Regions from separate parts of the Mus musculus genome. Here regions 1 and 3 are each linked to region 2. Evidence: chromatin contacts called from public Hi-C and promoter capture Hi-C data. All regions are on one chromosome and are shown on one strand. The core of a region is the stretch at or near the end of the contact, and the rest is flanking DNA. Distances in the headings are between cores, read along the strand shown. Region 1 holds the start of Smg1 (SMG1 homolog, phosphatidylinositol 3-kinase-related kinase (C. elegans)). Region 2 holds the start of Eef2k (eukaryotic elongation factor-2 kinase). Region 3 holds the start of Vps35l (VPS35 endosomal protein sorting factor like).

Evidence for each region. Promoter capture Hi-C pulls out the DNA fragments that hold promoters and counts their contacts. A called contact is a pair of places that touch in the nucleus more often than the background predicts.
Region 1: a contact with region 2 is called in a Hi-C map of uterus, with 3 times the contacts expected there. The contact joins the promoter of Smg1 here to the promoter of Eef2k in region 2. A contact is called at or near these places in 1 of 484 Hi-C or Micro-C datasets (uterus) and 1 of 115 datasets of contacts at active chromatin or transcription factors (large pre-B cells).
Region 3: a contact with region 2 is called in a promoter capture Hi-C map of hippocampal neurons, with 6 times the contacts expected there. The contact joins the promoter of Vps35l here to the promoter of Eef2k in region 2. A contact is called at or near these places in 2 of 39 promoter capture datasets (hippocampal neurons and pre-B cells), 1 of 484 Hi-C or Micro-C datasets (B cells), 2 of 115 datasets of contacts at active chromatin or transcription factors (astrocytes and large pre-B cells) and 2 of 9 other capture datasets (adipose tissue and liver).

What each region holds. Positions count from the first base shown.
Region 1 is chr7:118,241,112-118,244,971 of GRCm38.p6, reverse strand. It overlaps Smg1 (SMG1 homolog, phosphatidylinositol 3-kinase-related kinase (C. elegans)), which reads left to right and starts at 1,335. Exons shown (of 63, transcript NM_001031814.1): 1 at 1,335-1,767. The coding sequence starts at 1,682. It overlaps 4930583K01Rik (RIKEN cDNA 4930583K01 gene), which reads right to left and starts at 1,065. Exons shown (of 2, transcript NR_027879.1): 1 at 1,007-1,065; 2 at 1-244.
Region 2 is chr7:120,841,569-120,845,365 of GRCm38.p6, reverse strand. It overlaps Eef2k (eukaryotic elongation factor-2 kinase), which reads right to left and starts at 2,535. Exons shown (of 18, transcript NM_007908.4): 1 at 2,266-2,535. It overlaps Gm36449 (a long non-coding RNA gene), which reads left to right and starts at 1,855. Exons shown (of 2, transcript XR_378468.3): 1 at 1,855-2,767.
Region 3 is chr7:118,737,949-118,741,609 of GRCm38.p6, reverse strand. Vps35l (VPS35 endosomal protein sorting factor like) reads right to left here and starts at 1,339. Exons shown (of 31, transcript NM_027815.4): 1 at 835-1,339. The coding sequence starts at 935.

The DNA.
Region 1 (3,860 bases), core at 86-2,585, 2.6 Mb after region 2:
CGTGCTTGCTCCTGCTTTGAGCATTCTACTTTCTGAGCCATGTCCTTGGTAACAATTTTGAATTACTTAAGTGATGTATACATACTTCTCTTGTGAGGCAAAACGATGGATGGCCTAAAAACTTTATGTGGAAAAGGTTTAAATACTTGCTTGATGTGTATCTCGGCTATTTTTAAAGTTGAGCCTGCAGCTAGGGAGATAGCTCAGTCATTAAAGTGCTTGCCCCGCACACACGAGAAACCACCTGAAAAAAAGCCAGAAATGGTGTCACCGTTTGTAAAGCCAGCGTTGAGGAAACAGAAGATTCGTGGGGCTCTCTGGCCAGCTAGTGAGAGAGAGACCTTGCCTCAAAATACATGGTAGCTGGAGGCTTATGAGCAACACTTGAGGTTGTTCTCTGTACTTCACATGTAAACACGCACACAAAGGAGTATATTGCGTTCACATAATGTGCCCAGTGCTTTATCGAATTCTTTCAGGAGAGTGTGGGTAACAGGCCTCTTACTACTAGAAGGAACCAGATTACAGAGCACAGTTCATGGGGCAGGAAGCAGGCGTTGTTTTTCACTTTTGGAAAATATGTACCAGGACTGCATGACATTTCAGGTAGGGGTTGAAAAGGTGTCGCTTTCACTTCCCCTTCCTCGATTTTACTATTCTGACTTTTTCCCTTAAGACGGTGGCAGGCAGGTGGACGCACGTGAGCGCCAAGGGCACATCTGTGTGCGCGCATTAGCGCTCAAGGGCACGCTCCCCCTCCTGTCCTCCATTGGACGCCTGTTCACACCTGACTGCCGGTCCTCCGAGTGTATGGGAGGGCGTGTGTGGACCCGGGGTGGAGATCCCCTCTCCCATGATGCCCCGCGACGAGTCCACATTGCTCTCTACCACCCGCAGACAGAGCTGCTGCTCAGGAGGCCCAGGGAGGTCCGCTCGGGTCCCTGCTCTCCAGTAGTTCTCGCCTTCTCCTCAAAGCCCCACCCCTTTTAGCTACGCGAACGCGGACCTCGCCTTGAAGTCTAGGCTCTCAGAACTCCAGTGCCTCTCGAGCAGGTCCCGCCTTTTGACTTTCGCCCCTCCCCTCTCCAGGTTCAGCAGCCACAGACCACGCCCCAACTAGTCCCGCCCTTCTTCTCCAGGCTTGGGGCGCGCCGGCACCGCCCCTCCTAGGTGACCCTACCCCTGTCATAAGCCCCGCCTCTAGTCCATATTCTGTGACCAATAGCCCCGCCTTTCACCCCGAGCCCCGCCCCTCTCCAGGCTCCTAGGGCGCCGGCACCGCCCCTCGCTCCCAGCATGCCGTGCGGCAGCGGCGGCGCGGCGGGCGGAGCCGGGAGGCGGGGAAGCCGTGGCCGTGTGAGCGTGAGGAGCCGCCGCCACCGCCTCCTCGCTGTCCTCGTCCTCCTGGGCCCCAGCGTCGCGGGCCGCGCGCTGCCCTGGAAGAGACGTCGCCTCGCCTGCCTCCGCCTCCCCCTCGCCGCGCCGCTCCCGCCTCCTGCTCCTGCGTTGCGGGCTCCAGCGGAACCCGGAACGGCCGTCCGCCTCCCCCGCCCTCCGCCGCCCCCTCCGCGGCTTCCTCCTCAGCCCCGGGCCAGATCGCAGTGTCGGCGGCGGCCGGTTCAGGCGGCGACTCGCGCTTCTTCGGGCGGCGGCGCTTGGCCATGTCGTGTCGGGGAAGGTAATGAGCCGCAGAGCCCCGGGGTCTCGGCTGAGCAGCGGCGGCGGCGGCACCAAGTACCCGCGGAGCTGGAATGACTGGCAACCCAGGTGGGTGACCGCGTCGAGCCTCGCCTGGAGCTGGCCGAGGCCTAGGCCCGCGGGACTGGGAGGCGCGGCCTAGGCCCGCGGTCCCTGGAGCCGGGCGCGGCTTCCTGGGTGTCCTCCGGGCCTGGTCCGGCAGGAAAGCTGCGGGCAGCGGAGGCCTCTGTGCCCGGCTGGCCGCCTCAGCCGGATGGCTGGAGCAGTGGCTCTGAGCTTGGGTGGAGGAGGACGTTCCACTGCCGTCTAACTCCAAGTTGAGATTTGAGGTCCAGGAACCCTCCCTGTTACCTATTAACTTCCTCGGCTCCGCGTCCAGTCCTCATGCCAAAGACCACCTTAACTCTGCGTCCTTCTGGACTCCCACGTGTTAATTAATGTATTTTAAAAGCTGAGAACTCTACCGAGGTCTTCCTCTGACTTTAGACAGGATGTTAGTCGACCAAAAGATGAGATTATGGGACTGTGAATGAAATCGACACAATCAGGCACTGGGGCATTTTAAGTTTTCCCCAACTGCAGAAATAGTTTTTCTGGAAACAGTAATTTCCCAGGGCGCTTTGGAGTGAATTTGTATTCTCAGGAGTAGAGAAATTTCGTTTTGCATGAAGGAATTGGAGTCTGGTTGGATTTAAAATATTAAGAGAAAAATACGAAAGAAAAACTATTTCTAGTCAGTTCTTTCTGATTATGGACTGGTTATACTTAATGTAGGTTCCCATTCTTTGCTGAGTAAAGGCTTCAAGTATTCAGAGACTACTTGAGCTTTAACAGTGCCTAGGACTTCCTAAATGTATAAAACCTGTCTTTCAGTAGAAGTTGATGTATTCTTTGAAGTACACTCCGTTGTTCAGAATGGCCACGTGAATGGAAAGCGTACACTTTTTGGTGTTGGTCTTGCTTTCTAGTAGATCCTCCTAATTTCAGAACAGCTTGGAAGTGGAGTATTTTAGAAGTTAGTGTGTTACATTTTAAGAGTTGGTAGAGAAATTAAAATGCTCTTTGGCTAATAGGGGTACACTTATTTTGTTTAACGTGCATTCCTAAACATTGTGTCTCTTGAGAACTGATGTTTGTGACTAAATGATTGTAAAAACGAATGCCTAAGTCTAGATTTGAGATTTGAAGCAGTTATAAGGAGTGTTTGCAAAATCATCGCTTTGACTTGCCCTGCATGAAGGTTTGTGCAGTGCGTTAAATAAAACAAGTTGACATTCTTTTCATTGACATGCTTTGATTTCACTGTTATTGAAATGTGTGAGGTTTGATTTTAAGCAGCTGACACATTAGGTGATAAATGAACTTGAATTTGACTTTTGATAGAGCTCTTATTTAAAAATGGATTCTACAGCTGGCTATGGTGGTGCACACTTTTAATCCCAGCACTTGGGAGGCAGAGGCAGGTGGCTTCCTGAGAGTTTGAGTCCAGCCTGGTCTGAGTTCCAAGACAGCCAAGATAAACCCTTGTCTCCTGTCTCGGAAAACAATGGATTCTACTATATTTTAGCATATTATGACCTGTATACACACACACACACACACACACACACACACACGCACACACAAAAACACACACAGAGCAGAATGGCTTATATAGTTAAGGAATATGTGCATAGGTTGTTAGTTAATGTCACCTATGTTTCAAATATTTTTGTTTCTTGGCATAGTGAGGGTGTATGGGGAAAGGATGAAAACTTTCTATGAGCTCTGATTGAATTCTTGGATAGAGAGTACGACTATGATGAGGTGCACACGTGGGTTTATGGAGTACAAGGCAGGAGTACTTGCTTTCTAGAGGAAACAGGAATATACACATACCTCATAGCAAACTTGGTTTATTTGTAACATGGTCAGGATTGATATGCTAAATAGCCAGTGGAAAAAAACTCAAGTTTGTAGGTCATAATTTTCATAGTAAAAGTTGAAGTCATTCTCTCTCAGAAAGATGAATAGCTAATGATAGAATGGAGACACCCCCCCCCCCAAACACACCTTGGCCAAGTGCTTTTTCCAAATATTTTCTCTATGTACTTACATAGAGACTATAGTTTATTCAAATATTAAAAAAAATCTTTTATTTATCTGTGTGGTCATGTCTGCCA
Region 2 (3,797 bases), core at 1,286-3,785:
GACCGGGCCCACTCATCGGCCCACTCATCGGCCCACTCATCGGCCCACTCATCGGCCCACTCATCGGCTCACTTTTCACACCTTGACCAGGGCGGGCTGATGACATTTCCACAGCATCACAGAGCACCTTCTCTGAGCTTCAGAAAGGACAGGGGCTCCATCACCTGACCCAGGATCGCAGGACACTGTGCCTTCCCTCAGTCACCTGTCTCAAGCTATTCTCCTTACTCAATCTATTGCCAACTTGTCCTCCTTCACATCTATTGACACAGCCCCTCCTTCGGAGCTGCCTTCCATTCCCAGGAGGCAGGTGCTATTTGCTTCTTTCTACTGGGGAGAAAGCTGAGGAACGGAGGACTTCAGTGACTTGCCTAACAGTAGTCTCTATTTCCTTAACTAGAACACCCAGGAGCAGCTAGGAACCTCCCCTGAGAATTTCTTAGAAATGCAAATTGGGCACCTCCCCGCAGAGCTCCTCAAGGAAACTCCAGTGTGGTCCAGCAATCGGAGGCCGGCAAGCAAGCCATGCAGGGGGCAGCTGTTGATAGAACCACAGCCCCGCACTCACTCACTCACCTCTGACTCTTCAGCCTGTGAAATGTTACCGTACTGCAGCGACTGACTCAACCCTTTTCTTTCTCCGAAGCCTTGTAGTCTGTACCTGTAGACCCTGGTTGCAAGAGTTTAGTCAGATACTCTTTAATTTGGTGTGTGTGTGTGTGTGTGTGTGTGTGTGAACACGAAGGTGACTGTGGAAGTCAGAAGAGCACACTGGATGCCCAGGAGATGGTGTGGCACGGGTGAGCCACTCAGCCAGGGCAACCGAGTCCCCATGATCTTACAGCTCTTTCCCCTTTCACTTCAGAGGTAAGTGTTCTCACCCTCTGAGCCGGCCATGCTCCCCCACCCCCCCACAGGCCCTCATCCAACAAGCTTTTAAGGCTCAAACCCAGGATCATCCCAGGTGTAGACCCGGTGGCACCCTGGGACTTGGAGGTAACTGATTCCTGCAGCTGCCTCTCTCACCAACTAAAGCCTTCCTAAAGGCTGTTGCTACTTGGTTGCTGTGCCTGATCCTGAAGTTTTTCTCCTTCACAATAGAAATTAAGGTAGAGAAGGAACCCTAAAAACAACTCGATCCTGCCGTGCACCCCTAGGTTCCTACAGGCCGTTCCCAGGGGGGAATTAACAGCTGCCAGCTGTGGATGACAAGATCTCTTGGGGCGAGTCTGATCAGTGCAGGGTAAAAGGTTTGAAAATACTATGTTTGTGAAACAGCGTGGCATGAGCCATTCAGGAAAGTCACGCCTAACGCGCTCAGACTCTCAAAAGAACCCAGTTCTTTGGAACAAAGGAGTCGCTCCCCGCTAGCCTTCCTTTCCCAGGAACTGTTGCCGCAGCAGAGAGGGGTGAAGAGCTAGCTGTCTAAGGTCGGGGTTTGAACACGGCCTGGACCCACTCCCTCCACTGGCTTCGTCCTCCTCACAGAGCAAACAGCACCTTCCCCGGGAAGTCTTCCCAAAACTTCACTCTTAACCCCTACACTCACAATCCTTGTTTACTTACTCTACATTCCCTACCTGGCCTCTGAGGATCTGGGGTCCACTCTGGACCTCGGCTTTCTCCTCCGTAATATCTGTTCAGTGGTCCCAAGCCAGGGAGCGCCTCATCGCGGAGGACGCAGAAATACTCCCCCAAGGAGAATTCCCAAGTCAGATCTCACTCTTCCGAAACGCACGCGATCAGTCACACACAGGGCGCAGCTGGGCAGGTTTCCCGCAATCCCCTTAGCCGACACTAGCTAGTTTTGGCCCAGGGCTCACCCAGGAGGTCCCCGCCCCCGCGCCACCAACTGCATACGAATGCTCAGCCCCTTGGCGCACAAGTCTCCAACGCCTGCCAACACCCCAACTCCCTCAACCAACAATGCTGCAAGGGCGTATGCAGCTCAGACCTCGAGGTTCCGAGAACTGAGGCCCGCATAGGCCTCTAGTGTGGGGAACCCGGCGAGGGGAAATGTTACTTGGGCGTTTCAGGGGGACAGGCGGGCTCGCCGAGGCACAGAGGAGACCCGGGCGGAGGCCCGCGTGCGCTGCCTGGTGCAACCAGAACTGCGCTCACCGCTTGCCAACGTCTTTCTTTCCTTCCTTACAGACGCAAACACTGAGCCTCGGGGGAAGCTCTGCAACCAGAGAAGCGCCCCAGTGGCCTTTCGGGGGGCTGCTGCAGCGGGACGCGCGGGCTCCCCATCTTCCCGTCACCTACCTCCCACAGTGTGGCAGGCGCGACAGCTGCTGCCCACGGCCGCAAGGATCCCAAGGAGCTGGCAAAGGCTGGCGGCCGGGCGCTCCAGGGTGCAGGGAGGGAGGAGAATCCCCGGTACAAAGCGCAGGCGACAGAGAGCCAGGCCCGCAGCCGCAGTGGGGCGCCTGAAGACGTCGGAGCGCTGGAGCCGAGCACGGGCTGGAGTTGGGGCTGCTGCCGCTGGGGTTGGAGCTGGAGGCTGGAGGCTGGGACCAGGGCTGGGGCGGGACTGACGCACGGGGCGCACGCCCGGGCTCACGTGGCCGTCCCCGGGTGGCCATCACCTCCATGCAGCCGCCGTGTTGTCTTCTGGCTCCCCCGCCTGTTGAACGCTTCCTAGACACCTGGGTCTAACGTTAGATTTCATGCTGTGTGTCTGGTGGCGCATACCCTTAACCCCAGCACTTGGAAGACAGACTGCGGGCGGATTTCTGAGTTCAAGGCCAGCCTGGTCGTCTACACAGTGAGTTCCAGGGCTGCACTGAGAAAACCTGTCTCAAAAAAAAAAAAAAAAAGGGAAATCTTAAGGATTTCATGACATAATTTTGAAGAAATTTAACACTTTCAAGAGAGGGAGGGGTAACGAAGGAGCAGGAGGGGGCAAAACAACAAAAATTGTGTTAAAAACTCATAAAGAATCCAAATTCATGGTAAGCACATATGTATTTAATATTTACATATAAATTTATAAATATAAGTATAGAAAATTATACACGTATATGTAAATATTTAATATATAACCTATATATTTTTGTTTAAATTTAATATTTGTATATAAACATATATTCGGTTTAAATTTATACAGTTCGGCCTACCTGACAATTCCAACTATTTCTATAATTTTTAATTAATAACTTTATCAGGGCCGGGCGGTGGTGGCAAATCCCAGCACTCAGGAGGCAGACACAGAAGGATCTTTGTGAGTTCAAGGCCAGCCTGGTCTACAGAGGGAGTTCCAGTACAGCCAGAGCTGTTACACAGAGAAACTTTGTCTTAACAAAAACAAAAAAGAAAAATCTTTGTCAAGCCTTCCTGGACTCTCTGGAGGGAAAAATCACAGTATTCCTAACTCTGAGCCTAGGGCCTGGCACATAGTGCTTAATGGGTGGGAACTTGGGCATGGTGGTAGACCTCTGCAGTCCCCAGAAAAGCAAGGCCAGCCTGGGCTACATGGTGAAGCCCTTTCTCAAAACTCAAATCTGGTGCAGTGCATGGAAGGAAGGTAGCCCTTGGAAGATGTAAAGACTGAAAACCAGTGGAGGCAGGCATGTGTACTTTGAGGTCATATCTCACCGTATACTTTAGAGTAAAAATCTAAACAGTTGCACATTTTGAGCTATTTGTCCATCCAGCTGCAGTCAGCTATATAAGGTATGCAGGCACGACTAGCTGTATTGTACAGATCATAGGACTGAGACTTATAAAGAATGTATCTTGCCCAGGGACACAGTTAGGAAAGGGTGTGATCTATTTCATTTAATAAAGCAACTGTT
Region 3 (3,661 bases), core at 90-2,589, 2.1 Mb after region 2:
CCACGCTGACGTGCTGTGTCCTTAAGTGGTCACTTAAGAGTCTGCAGGGTGGAGTGAATTAAAGTGTCCGGCCAAAAAGCCAGAGGGTTGATGTTGGTTATGTTCAAGGCCTAGCGCTACAAATTTCTTTCATGCTCAAACGCAGAAATTTTGCCCCTGAGATGCAAGGTCTCCAACGTCCAACCACATTATCATCCGCTTATCCTATGTGGGTTCTTTATCGACACAAATCACCTGTGACAACCTAAAGGTCACCTCACTTCTAAGCACAAAAAGGCCCGTATGCCAGTCACTTGGGTACACACTATTCCTTCCTGCTTGGTGAGCTCGTATGCATCCTGCAAGACCCAGTTGAAGGCTCTTCTCTGCAGTCTACCCAAGCCGCCAGGGGAGTTGACTGACTGCCCCCTCTCTCCTTTGGGCGTGTCCTCTCTCTAATACGTTCTACTACGTTGAACAACGAGGTAAAGAAGCGTGTCTGGGGACCCTACATAGAGTAGGGTGAATGGTCCCACTTTACAGATGAGAAAGTCTAAGGAGCTCAAGGAACAAGCGACCAGGTCTCCCAGGTGCAGACTCCGGGCGAATTCATCCCCTTCCCCAGAACTCCCAGGCGTGCCAACGTCTCCCAAGGAGGCGGAAGCCTTGGATGGAGTCCGTCTGAGTGAAGGAGCTGCGGAACAGAGGAGAGGAGCAGAGTACTGACAGCGGTTCTGCTCTTCCGTAGTCCTGACAGCCCGGGCGGGGACGGAGGCCACCGATCCCAACAAGGAGGACTGCCCACCCCCACTGAGAGGAGCCCTCCCCGAAGCCTACTAGCGGGTTTTTCCTTACCAGGGAAAGACAGCCATCTTCCCAGTCACATGATCGCCTGTTTTCCGCGTCCAGCCCCTTTTCTCACATCCAGGGAAGCTCGGCCCCGCCCCAGACGCCATGATTGTGAAGGGCAGCTTCCGCTCTGAAGATCCCGGGCTCCGTCATCCGCCATGATTGTGAGGGGCAACTTCCTCCGGATTCCGATCCTCCGCAGTTGTATCGGGCAATGGCCCGGCAAAACCCAAGCTCCGTCATCGGCCTTGATTTTATTTTTTCTTTTTATTTTGTTAATAGAAATCCATTTACGTCTGCCTCCGAATGATGGGATTAAAGGCCTGCATCACCACGCCTTGCTTAAATCCCATTCGTATTATGTAAATATGTGCACGGAGGTCAGTGGATAACGGACAGGTGTTGGTCCTTTCTTCGCTTGGCACTAGATGCCATTACCTTCTGAGCCATCCCATTCACACACACACACACACACACACACACACACACGATGCCATTACCTTCTGAGCCATCCCATTCACACACACACACACACACACACACACACACACACACACACACACACACACACACACCGCCCCCCAGTCTTGTAAGGGGTAAGACGCCACTGGCTGCTTGGCCCGCCTGCGCCCTCTAGTGACAAAAAGGAGTGCACACACCCATCCCTGCTGAGGGCCAGACACAAGTGATTATGAAGTGAATTCTGTTTGGTGTGGGTTCTCTTCATGCTTCGTAAGGATGAACACTTTGGGCATTTTCCCCCCACTACTGACAATCTACGTCCGAATACGGGCAAGCAAGTTCTGTTCTTGACCACAGAACTTTGGCGCTCCTGTTTTAAGCCCCACCCCACCCCACCCCCATGGATAAATTATGATAGGGTGACTGCACTCAATGCACTTTGCCCACTCCCTTCTCAATAGAAACTTCTGGAGTATCTATCATTAATCACTTGTTTTTGGAAAACTGATGCTCAAAGCTGGTGAGTGTCAAACTCTAACTCAAATAAGAATGGATTAAGACTGGGAAATTAGCAGACTGTCTATTCATACCATCCTGGTTCTACTCCCAAGTGCATTTCCTTATGGAAAGAGCAGCATCCTCTTATGCGTTCTGGAAAAGGCAACGGAATATACTTTAACTAGGACTGACATTTTCAGAGTCCCAGTTTCTTCCTCTGTGAAACTGAGCTAACTGCTAAGGTGACAGGAGGTTATAAAATCCCTGTCTCCGGGGCAAACCTCAGATGCTGTAGTTAGTGAGGCAGGCAAGACAGGCTGCTCTTGGTTGGCCTTTGCTCTCAGAGCCTTTCTCTCTGTAGCGCTGACCCTGGTCTATAACAGAGCAGGGCATCTACTGTAAATGGGCATGCCACTTGCCTGGGGACTGTAAAACAGTGGCTCTGGGATAGTTGTGTGTACAATTCTAGGGGACACTGCTGTTGGTGGTTCCTTTGAAAGAATGGTAGCAGTTTGGGTGGTAAGAAGCAACTATGAGGCACTAAAGGCAGGGGACCAATTGTCCTTCGTACATTCGTCAAACCCATCCCATCTTATGTATAAAATAGATGATGGGGAACTATCATAAAACAGGCTACATTTCTGGAAAGGATAGATAACTAAAGGGTTCTTCTTACCACATGCTAAGACCATGGTTTTGTGGCATCTCTGTCAGTGTCCCTAAAGAACTGTAAAATCTGGGCTGGAGAAATGCGTTATCTGGTAAGCACTTGCTGTTCTTCCAGAAAACCCAGATTTGATTTCTAGAACCCAAACTCACAACCATCTGTATCTCCAGTCCCAGGGGATCTGATGCCCTCTTCTGGCCTACAGAGGTACATGTGGTATAGAGACACACATACAGGCAAAATATTTATATACATCAAATAACTAAGTCTAAAAAAAAGAATCTTTTAAAGAAACTGGAGAAGGGCCATGGAAAAACACTGAATATAGAGAGCAGTTTTAAATGGAAACATTTTGTTCCTTTGCTTACATTGTTGTTGAAAATGGTTTTACTTTGTAGTCCTGGCTGGCCTGGAGGTATTGGTCCTCTGCCTTAGCCTGGTAGGTGCTAGGGTTGTTGGCATGGGACACTGCACTCAGCTTCTAATTGTGTGTGTGTGGCATGTGCACATGTCTGATTGTCCATGTATGAGCATATGGAGGCCAGAGGTCAATAGCTAGTATTTTCCTTTATTACTCTCCAACTTACGTTTTGAGACAGCACACCTTTCTCCCCCTCTCCCCCTCCCTCCCTCCCCTCCTCCTTCTTCCTCTCTCTCTCTCTCTCTCTCTCTCTCTCTCTCTCTCTCTCGTTCTCTCCCTCTCTCTCTTGTTCTCTCCCTCTCTCTGGCTTTCTGTCTGTCTCCTTGAATTTGAAGCTGTGAATGGCTGGCCAGCAAGCCTGTCAACGCTATCCCCACACAGAGGTATTTGGGTTGCAGGTGCACACCTTTTGCCATTTTGACACAGGCACTAGGGATCTAGAAAGTCTTCATGCTTGCACAGCAAGCGCTTTGTCCAGATGGCTCCCCAAATCCAATTTTTAAATCTATTTATATGTATTGGTGTGTTTCCTGCATGTATGTTGCTGTATCATGCATATATCTGTGGAGGCCAGAAGAGGATTTCAGGATACCCTGAAGCTGGATAATTGGGAGGTCACCATTGAGTGCTGAAAATCAAACTGGGTCCTCTGGAAGAAGACCAATGTTCTTAGCTGAGCCGTCTCGTCTCTCAGGTCTTAAACTTATTTTTAACTGATATATGACAGGTCTGACACAACTCTTAGGGATGTTGTTACAGTTATCAAAGAAGCTGCACTGCATTCT